Regions from separate parts of the Sus scrofa genome. Here regions 1 and 3 are each linked to region 2. A link is a contact called in public HiChIP or PLAC-seq and promoter capture Hi-C data. All regions are on one chromosome and are shown on one strand. The core of a region is the stretch at or near the end of the contact, and the rest is flanking DNA. Distances in the headings are between cores, read along the strand shown. Region 1 holds the start of DGUOK (deoxyguanosine kinase, mitochondrial). Region 2 holds the start of MOGS (mannosyl-oligosaccharide glucosidase). Region 3 holds the start of PRADC1 (protease-associated domain-containing protein 1).

Region 1 (2,700 bases), core at 78-2,577, 510 kb after region 2:
TACTAGAGCTCCCTGAGAGCAGAGATTTTTATTTGTTCTGTTCACTGCTGTGTCCTCAGGGACAAAACCACTGTGGGATTGTAGAAATTGCTCACAGGGCTATTTCTTGAATGCATAAAATGAGAAATTTTCAGTATGCTGCTAGAATGTCTTCAATACTTTACACTTGCTAATCCCTTTTCAGGGCTTAGCAGCTTAATAGGTAAAAGTCTTAAGTTAGAATTTAGTAACATTATATTGAAATGCTTTGCTTTCATTTTATTTAAGATCCAGTGGGTCTCTCACTGGATTGCCAGGTGAAATAAGGACACCCAGTTAAATCTGTATTTTAGTTTTTCTTTTCTTTTTTTTTAAGTGTATGTCCCAAATATTGCATGGGACACATACTAAAACATTATTCGTTATCTGAAACACTATTTTCAATGGGCATTCTTTTTTTCTCCCCTAAATCTGGCAATCTTATTATTACTATTATTATTATTTGTCTTTTTTTTTTTTTTTGCCTTTTCTAGGGCCGCACCTGCAGCATACGGAGTTTCCCAGGCTAGGGGTCTAATCGGAGCGGTAGCGGCCGGCCTACACCAGAGCCACAGCAACGCGGGATACGAGCCGCGTCTTCGACCTACACCACAGCTTATGAAAACGCCGGATCCCCAACCCACTGAGCGAGGCCAGGGATTGAACCCGCAACCTCATGGTTCCAAGTCGGATTCCTTAACAACTGAGCCACAACGGGAACTCCTAGCAACCTTATCTTAGGGGAAAAAAAAGAACTTGCACCCTGCTCCTTATTTCTATTTTGTTCTATCAAAACAAGCTAACTCTTGTCCTATCTGTGGACTGCGTGGCTTCTATGCCCCAATAAACGTGTCTCTGTGGGAGAGAACTGAGGCTTGACGCCTGAAAAATCAGAGTCAAAGGCCCAGAGTGCACTTAAGGGGAAAAGGCCTGGCAGCTCAGTCCGGCCACATCAGTCGGGGAGGGAGGGGGTTGCAAGCCCAGCTCCCTTTTGCAGCCTCTCAAGCACCTGCTCTGCGGAGGCCGAGGCTTGGCAGCTACTTTCTGGCCCTTACCAATGTTGCCTTCGATGGAGAGCCTTCGGGGCCCGCGCCCCGCGTGCAGACCCCTGGAGGGGGGCCCGCCCTTGACTGGGCTCTGAGCCATGGATTTGGAGGATGATCGCAGCAGCCTTAGATAGAGCCGAAGCGCGGTCATCACACCCACGATTCACGCAGCGATCACTTCCGCCGAGAGCCGTTCCGCCCCCGGTAGCGCAGTACACGCACTCCGGCGCGCCTTCTACGTCAGGCGATCGCCAGGCAGGAAGTGGGTGGGGTTGAGAGGACTGGAGGGGAGGGGCCAAAGGGAAGCTCTGTTCTCGCGATGTTCGTGGGAGGGTGTAACGAAAAGGAAGACGCCTGATGTAGGCAACGGGGAAGATTGCTGATGAGAGGTGCTGCTGTAGGATTTGCACCTTCTTTTTTGTTCACTGGACAAATAGCACTTAAAAAGAGACATAAATTAACGGTCTCAGCGCCTTTGCCTTTTTGTATCACTGTAACATAAATTTCACAACTGAAGACAAAAATAATTGTAATTTTAAGCGACTCCCCCACCCCCCGCCCCCACGTTGTCTGGTTTTTATTCTGACACAGGAAGAAGTTGGACGGTTTTCAGTAGGAAGAAGATGCAACCTGAAGATTTACACAAATTAACGTTTTCCCATGCCCTGTTAATTCGTGGCATAATGCTGGCACCTTTTTGAATACGTTAAATTCATCAACTACACCCCACCTCTTATTTTGCTTCTTGAATGGATAAACAAACTTTTGCCCCATCAATTTGCATAGTAGCCAAATATTCTGTAAGGATAAAGAGGGTGGAAGCTCAGGGACGCGTGTGGAACTCGTTTAAACCAGATAAACTGGGTTCTGTGGGCGTGAGCAATGGCGGAGGCGAGGTGGCTGGTGGGGATTCAGAATGGGATTTGTAAAAGCTTGGGAAAAGCCAGGATAAAGAGAGACTTTCTAATGCATAAATGTATAAAACTGGAATCCAGCAGTCGGTGGAGAATTGTGTTTTGCAGAAGGACAGGGACAATTCTGAGCTGCTGCCACCGGATGAGGCCCTAACAGGCTTTGTCCTGCCACACCCCATGGATGTAACGACTTTAGAACTAAGGATTTATGAAATGTTGTCAAATGATGCCTCCACCTTCCACAAGAGTCAAACCGGGAGGCAACAGGCAAACCAGCATTCTGGCAGCAATCTTAGATGAGGGAGGTTTTAGGAAACCATTCTGTTTGCCAGAATCAGTAGGGCGGGGCCAGTGACTGGGACAACTGTTTGCAAATCTGGCACAGGAATTTTTTCCTATATTAATGTTTATATGGGATGGCTGAAATGACATTAGTATACTATATTCCCATACAATCTAATTAAAAATAGAGTGTACATTTTATTCAGGATAGCCTGGGTGGGTCGCAGGCAGCTAAAGTCTATCCCATCCCCCACTCCCACTCCCACAGCTACTTCTGTGTAAGAATACTGCTTACCTTTCTTTCCTTTCCTTTCCTTTTTGTTTTTTTTCTTTCTGAGCCACAGCCACGGCATAGGGAAGTTCCTGGGTCAGGGGTCAGGAATTGAGTCCGGGCTGGAGCTGCAATCTACACCACAGCTTGTGGCAACGCTGGATCCTTA
Region 2 (2,700 bases), core at 69-2,568:
CCATGTTGCTGTGGCTCTGACATAGGCCGGTGGCTACAGCTCTGATTACACCCCTAGCCTGGGAACCTCCACATGCTGCCGGTGCAGCCCTAGAAAAGGCAAAAAGACAAAAAAAAAAAAAAAAAAAAGGTAATGTTGACACTTCTTGGCCAGTGTGAGGTGCAGACGCTGCCTCCTTGCTACCTACTTCCTACAGCCTTCCCTGACCTGGATATAAAATTACCTTTGCTTCCTGGATTGTAGAAAAGGGGGTGGGGGTGGGAAGTACATGCATCACCACTATGGTCCTTTTAGGGTTCATCTAGATAATTAATTCTAGACTGTGTGGAGATACTACCTATCTAAAGTCACAGGGACGCTTAGAGACACTGCTGGAACAGTTCTTAGGCTTCTTCCTGGGAACACTCCATTAGGCAAGAAGGCATGGGTGTGGACTATATGATGCAGCCTGATTCAGTTATAGCTAAGCTCCAAGCTAAACACTTCCTAGCTCTGTGGCCAGGGCCAAGTTATTTGAACTTTTTTTTTTTTGTCTTTTTGCCTTTTCGAAGGCCACTTCCTGCGGCATATTTCCCAGGCTAGGGGTCGAATCAGAGCTGTAGTCACCGGCCTACGCCAGAGCCACAGCAACTCGGGATCCAAGAGCCGTGTCTGCAACCTACACCACAGCTCAAGGCAACGCCGGATCCTTAACCCACTGAGCAAGGCCAGGGATTGAACCCGCAATCTCATGGTTCCTAGTCGGATTCGTTAACCACTGCGCCACGACGGGAACTCCACTTGAACTTTCTAAGCCAGTTTTCTGCCACCTGAGAGGGGTGATGTGGGGAGCAGTTAAATGTTTTTGTTTTGTTTTTAAGGCTGCAACTGTGGCAGATGTAAATTCCTAGGCTAGGGGTTGAATCAGAGCTGCAGCTGCAGAGGTACACCACAGCCACATCAACACCCATCCAAGACGCATCTGGGACCTACTGGGCGCCAGACGCTTAACCCACTGATTGAGGCCAAGGATCGAACCCGCATCCTCTCATGCCAGGTTCTTAACCCACTGAGCCATAAGGGAAACTCCCAAGGTGTTTCGTTTTTGTTTTTGTAGGAACAGTTAAATGTAAAACACTCAGGATAGCGTCTCAGGCTCTTAATATACAGTCGTTATTAAAAGAAAAAAAAAAAGAAATGCGAGATTGGTTTTTCCTACTAGCCTGTGAACTCCATGACAACGCCAGATAATCGCCCATCAGTGAAGGCGGCCCAGCGGGCCCACTCCGGGGATGGCAGTTCCGGGCTGTGGGGCTCAGCCTGACGTGGCGGGGCGGGACTTCCGGCGAGAGAAGGAAGCGGAGCGGGAGGCACCGGCCGGCAGGTGCCGCTGACAGATCAGTGGTCGCCCGGCGCGGCGCGGGAGCGGAGGCGAGGCAGGACCCCGGCTCCGTTGCCGCTTCTCTGGGCGCCCTCGACCCTGACCTCCGTGCCAGGATGGCTCGGGGCGAGAGGCGGCGCCGCGGGGCGCCGGCGGACGGAGCGCGGACCGCTGAGAGGGCGGCTCGAGGCGGCCCCGCGCGACGGGATGGCCGAGGCGGCAGCGCCCGCGGCGCAGTTCGGGGGGTGGCTCTGGCGGTCCTGGTCCTATCTCTGGTCCTGGGCCTGTCGGGATCCTGGCTGCTGGCTTGGCACCGTGTGCGGCGGGCGGTCACGCTGCACTCCGCGTCCCCGGCGCTGCCTCCCGACTCTTCCAGCCCTTCTGTAGCTCCGGACCTCTTCTGGGGGACCTACCGCCCTCACGTCTACTTCGGCATGAAGACCCGCAGCCCGCAGCCCCTCCTCACCGGTAACCTGGACCTGGGGCGGGCAGGCACGCGGGCACTTAATCTGGGCGCCCCAGCTTCGCGCCAGAGCCAGGGTGGTGAGGAGCGGATCAGGAGACTTACGAAGAGGGATAACCCTGGAGTTCTCAGCGACCCAGAGGGATAGGTCCTCTGCATGCTCTTTGACTTACGTGGCCCTTCTACCCCCAGGACTGATGTGGGCGCAGCAAGGCACCACCCCAGGGACCCCTAAGCTCAGGCACACGTGTGAGCAGGGGGACGGCGTGGGTCCCTATGGCTGGGAGTTCCACGACGGTGTCTCCTTCGGGCGGCAACACATCCAGGATGGGGCCTTAAGGCTCACCACTGAGTTCGTCAAGAGGCCTGGGGGTCAGCACGGAGGGGACTGGAGCTGGAGAGTGACTGTAGAGCCTCAGGTCAGGGCCCGCAGGACACCCTTCCCCCAACCCAGCCTCCCTCCACCCTTCCTTTGCTGCCAGCAAAAACGGGATAAAGTGGGGGTTAATAGCAGGGGCTCTGAGTCCTGCTGCCTGGTTTGAATCTGTTGCCTGTATGACCATCTCTTGTTACTGTCTCTAAGCCTTGGTTTTCTTGTCTGTAAAATGGAAACCAAAACAGCACCTAACTCCCAGGATTGTAAGAATTAAAGGAAATGACATGCAGAGTTTTCAGCATAGTCCATGGCACAAAAGTACTATTATTTCCCAGAGAACCCTGTGCAAAGCTTTCTCTCATCCCCCTGGTGCTCACCCTCAGTGACTCTCAACACTGCCAAATGTTACATTGTTTACTAGGTTGCTTTTGCCTGGTGTCCCTTTCCCTTACTAAGGCTGATTCTCAGGGGCGAGACTGCTCACCTAATGCTGTGTTTTCT
Region 3 (2,700 bases), core at 100-2,599, 970 kb after region 2:
GTTAGCTAGTCTGCTAGGTGGTATCTTAGGGTTTTGCCTCAAGCACTTAAAAGCTGGCCCTGTTCAACAGCAACTCCGGAGACCACCGAGGTTTGGGACCCAAGGAAGGTACCTGCAGCTCTGAGATGGAGAAAGGGATACTATGGAAAGGGGGGTGGGTACAGAGAGCCTCCCAGATTCACTAACCGCCCTAATTTAAGAAAAACGAAAACTAAAGTTAGGTGGCCAACTAGGAAAGCTGTCTAATGTCACATCTAGGGTAGCAGACAGGGTCAGAGTCAGAGGCCGGATCTTCCTACGTCTGAAGCAGGGTGCCCATCTGCCCTACCCATTCTTCTGGCTGAAGAGTTGCACCTGCAACAACCAGCGGAGCCCCGCACATTCAGTAGACACTAAAGATGACTTTACTTAACGAACAAGTGAATGAATGAATTCAAGTACGAGCAAAAGGGTCTGTTTCCATTTGGTAGCAGCTGGCAGGGAGGGAGGCATAGCTGAGATCCGGGGTTCCGCTCAACATAAGGTCCCCATGCTGCCTCTGCCGGTCCTAGTGAGCACCCGGCTTTACACTCGAATTTTCCAGTGCAGCCAGAAGTTCCAAGCCCGGCCGTCGACCGCGTTATGCACGCTCAATCCGCAGTCGTTTCACCCGGGTCGTGACTCCGGGGGGGGGGGGGGGGTCCAAAAACCAGCTTGCCAACGCGGGTTCGCGGGTTCCGAAGCACCCTGGGACTTGTAGTCCCCAGCCGGCCCGATCAGAGCCTTTCCTCCAGTGCCACACAGCCCTCGCCCAGGAGCCCTACTCGGAGCCCGGGCCCACCAAGGCCGCGGCGGGCCGGGGTCACCCACAGACAGGGGTCGGGGCGAGGACCGAGTCATTAGGCAGAGGAAAGTCCTGCGGGACCGGCCTTTGCCGGGCGGCGCCAGCTACCAACCAGATGGCAACGGATGGAGACGGATGCGCGAGACGCCACTCACCATCATCTTGTAAGCTTATCCAGTGGCCCGCTACTCCTCTTCCCTGCTTCGCGCCCGGGCCGCCCAGCAACCCCACAATCCTCCGCGCCAAAGAAGTCCCCAGAACCTTCGCCAAGCAGTTGGACCGGGAGAGGAAGGGGATGGGCCACTTCCGCCACTCTATGGTTCGCTACCACAGAGTCGGCGTGGCTAGAAGGTCCAGAGGCTGGTCCTCTGCCGGAGCTGTTACAGGAAGTGTTGGTAATGCAAGGGTCGCGGGCTTTCGAAAGTGTCATTCTTTTTGAGTATGTAGGGTCCTTGCTCGGCCCCCGTCACCCACTAACTCTAATTCTATTCCCCTTCTCCCTCTGGAGCCAGGCCAAGGAATGAAATAAAGGCAAACATTTATTGAACGCTGACTGAGGGACAGTTTTTGCCAAGTAAACATTTGATGTGAGTGATCTCATTTAATCCTCACAAACCTATTGGTATTGTTGTCATGCCCACTTTACAGATGAGGGAACTGAGGCCGAGAGGTTAGGAAGGGTGTCCAGAGTCACAGCTGCATAGTAAATGGTAGAGAAACAGGAGCGGACACCTAGCCCCTATGCTCGCATTCTGGCTCGGCACTGGTCAGAGCTTCCTCGAGGGTCGTGTACATCCGGCCACGTCGCCAGGGCACGCAAGCGCTGGTGGAACTAGGCAATAAGATCAGAGTAGGGGTCACCGGAGACCACTTGAGAGCTACAGGAATGCCATTCCAAGGAGGGGATGGGAAGGAGGAAGGCACAGCTGGAAGAAGGTATACCCTCATCTTGCAAAGCGACCGTGAGGAGTATTGGCCGAGACTTTCAGCGGTTGAAGCCAGTCCTGCGATCGGCCACCTCCAGTTCTGCCGACCCACCCACCAGCCAGCAAGGTGCTGCCGAATCGAATCCAAACTGAGACAGGCTGGGGCGGGGGCCGGCAGTTGCAGTTAAGAGTTTGGACCAATCAGTCCTCGGCCCCACTTCTCTCGACCAATAGGAAGTGGGCTAAGGCGCAGGGGCGGAAAATGTGGCTACATGAGCAGGCGTCAGAGCCAATCAGCCGTGGGCCTCGTTCCAGTCCGCCAACCAGCAGCCAGAGCGGGTCTGGGGGCGGGAGGCCAGAGCAGCTGTCAGGCCAAAGTCCAGCGAGCTACGCGCGGAGGGGCGGCTGGAGGAAGCGGGGCGCCGGGCCGGGCCCTGGAGATGGTCCCCGGCGCCGCGGGCTGGTGTTGTCTCATGCTCTGGCTCCCCGCGTGCGTCGCGGCCCATGGTGAGCGGCAACGGGCGGGGCTGCGCATCGGGGCGGGGCTGGGAGTCCACATGAGCGCGTCTCGGGCCGGGGGCCACGGGTCACCTTGGGGACCCCGCGAGTTCTGGGCAGGGTAGGTTCAGAAAGAGGCGCCACGATTTGGTGGGTACTCGTCCTCAGGGACACGAATTGGGCGCGGCTGGAGGCTGGGCTTTGAGTTCTGAGCTTCCCACGTCGAAGCAAGACTCCCCCTACCCCCACTAGCGCCGAATTAGGTGGCTGAGGGGGCGAGGAACAAGGACAAGCTGGAAATATGTGAGCACTCATATACATAAACGGGACCACACATTGCTACACTTTGGCTCACACACAAGCACATAGGTACATATCCTACCTGTTTGCATCTATACGGGAACATGAACATATAGCCACTACATCCATGAGCACATATGTATACCTACACTT

Evidence for each region. Promoter capture Hi-C pulls out the DNA fragments that hold promoters and counts their contacts. HiChIP or PLAC-seq counts read pairs in DNA pulled down with a chosen protein or histone mark.
Region 1: a promoter capture Hi-C map of fetal liver shows a contact between it and region 2, with 2.3 times the contacts expected there. The contact joins the promoter of DGUOK here to the promoter of MOGS in region 2. A contact is called at or near these places in 1 of 5 promoter capture datasets (fetal liver) and 1 of 47 Hi-C or Micro-C datasets (heart right ventricle).
Region 3: an H3K27ac HiChIP or PLAC-seq map of alveolar macrophages shows a contact between it and region 2. The contact joins the promoter of PRADC1 here to the promoter of MOGS in region 2. A contact is called at or near these places in 1 of 5 promoter capture datasets (fetal liver), 1 of 47 Hi-C or Micro-C datasets (heart right ventricle) and 1 of 2 datasets of contacts at active chromatin or transcription factors (alveolar macrophages).

Annotation. Positions count from the first base shown.
Region 1 is chr3:69,090,039-69,092,738 of Sscrofa11.1, forward strand. DGUOK (deoxyguanosine kinase, mitochondrial) reads right to left here and starts at 1,328. Exons shown (of 6, transcript XM_021087369.1): 1 at 1,074-1,328.
Region 2 is chr3:68,576,889-68,579,588 of Sscrofa11.1, forward strand. It overlaps MOGS (mannosyl-oligosaccharide glucosidase), which reads left to right and starts at 1,319. Exons shown (of 4, transcript XM_003124990.3): 1 at 1,319-1,828; 2 at 2,016-2,242. The coding sequence starts at 1,477.
Region 3 is chr3:69,545,489-69,548,188 of Sscrofa11.1, forward strand. PRADC1 (protease-associated domain-containing protein 1) reads left to right here and starts at 1,350. Exons shown (of 5, transcript XM_003125011.4): 1 at 1,350-2,256. The coding sequence starts at 2,022.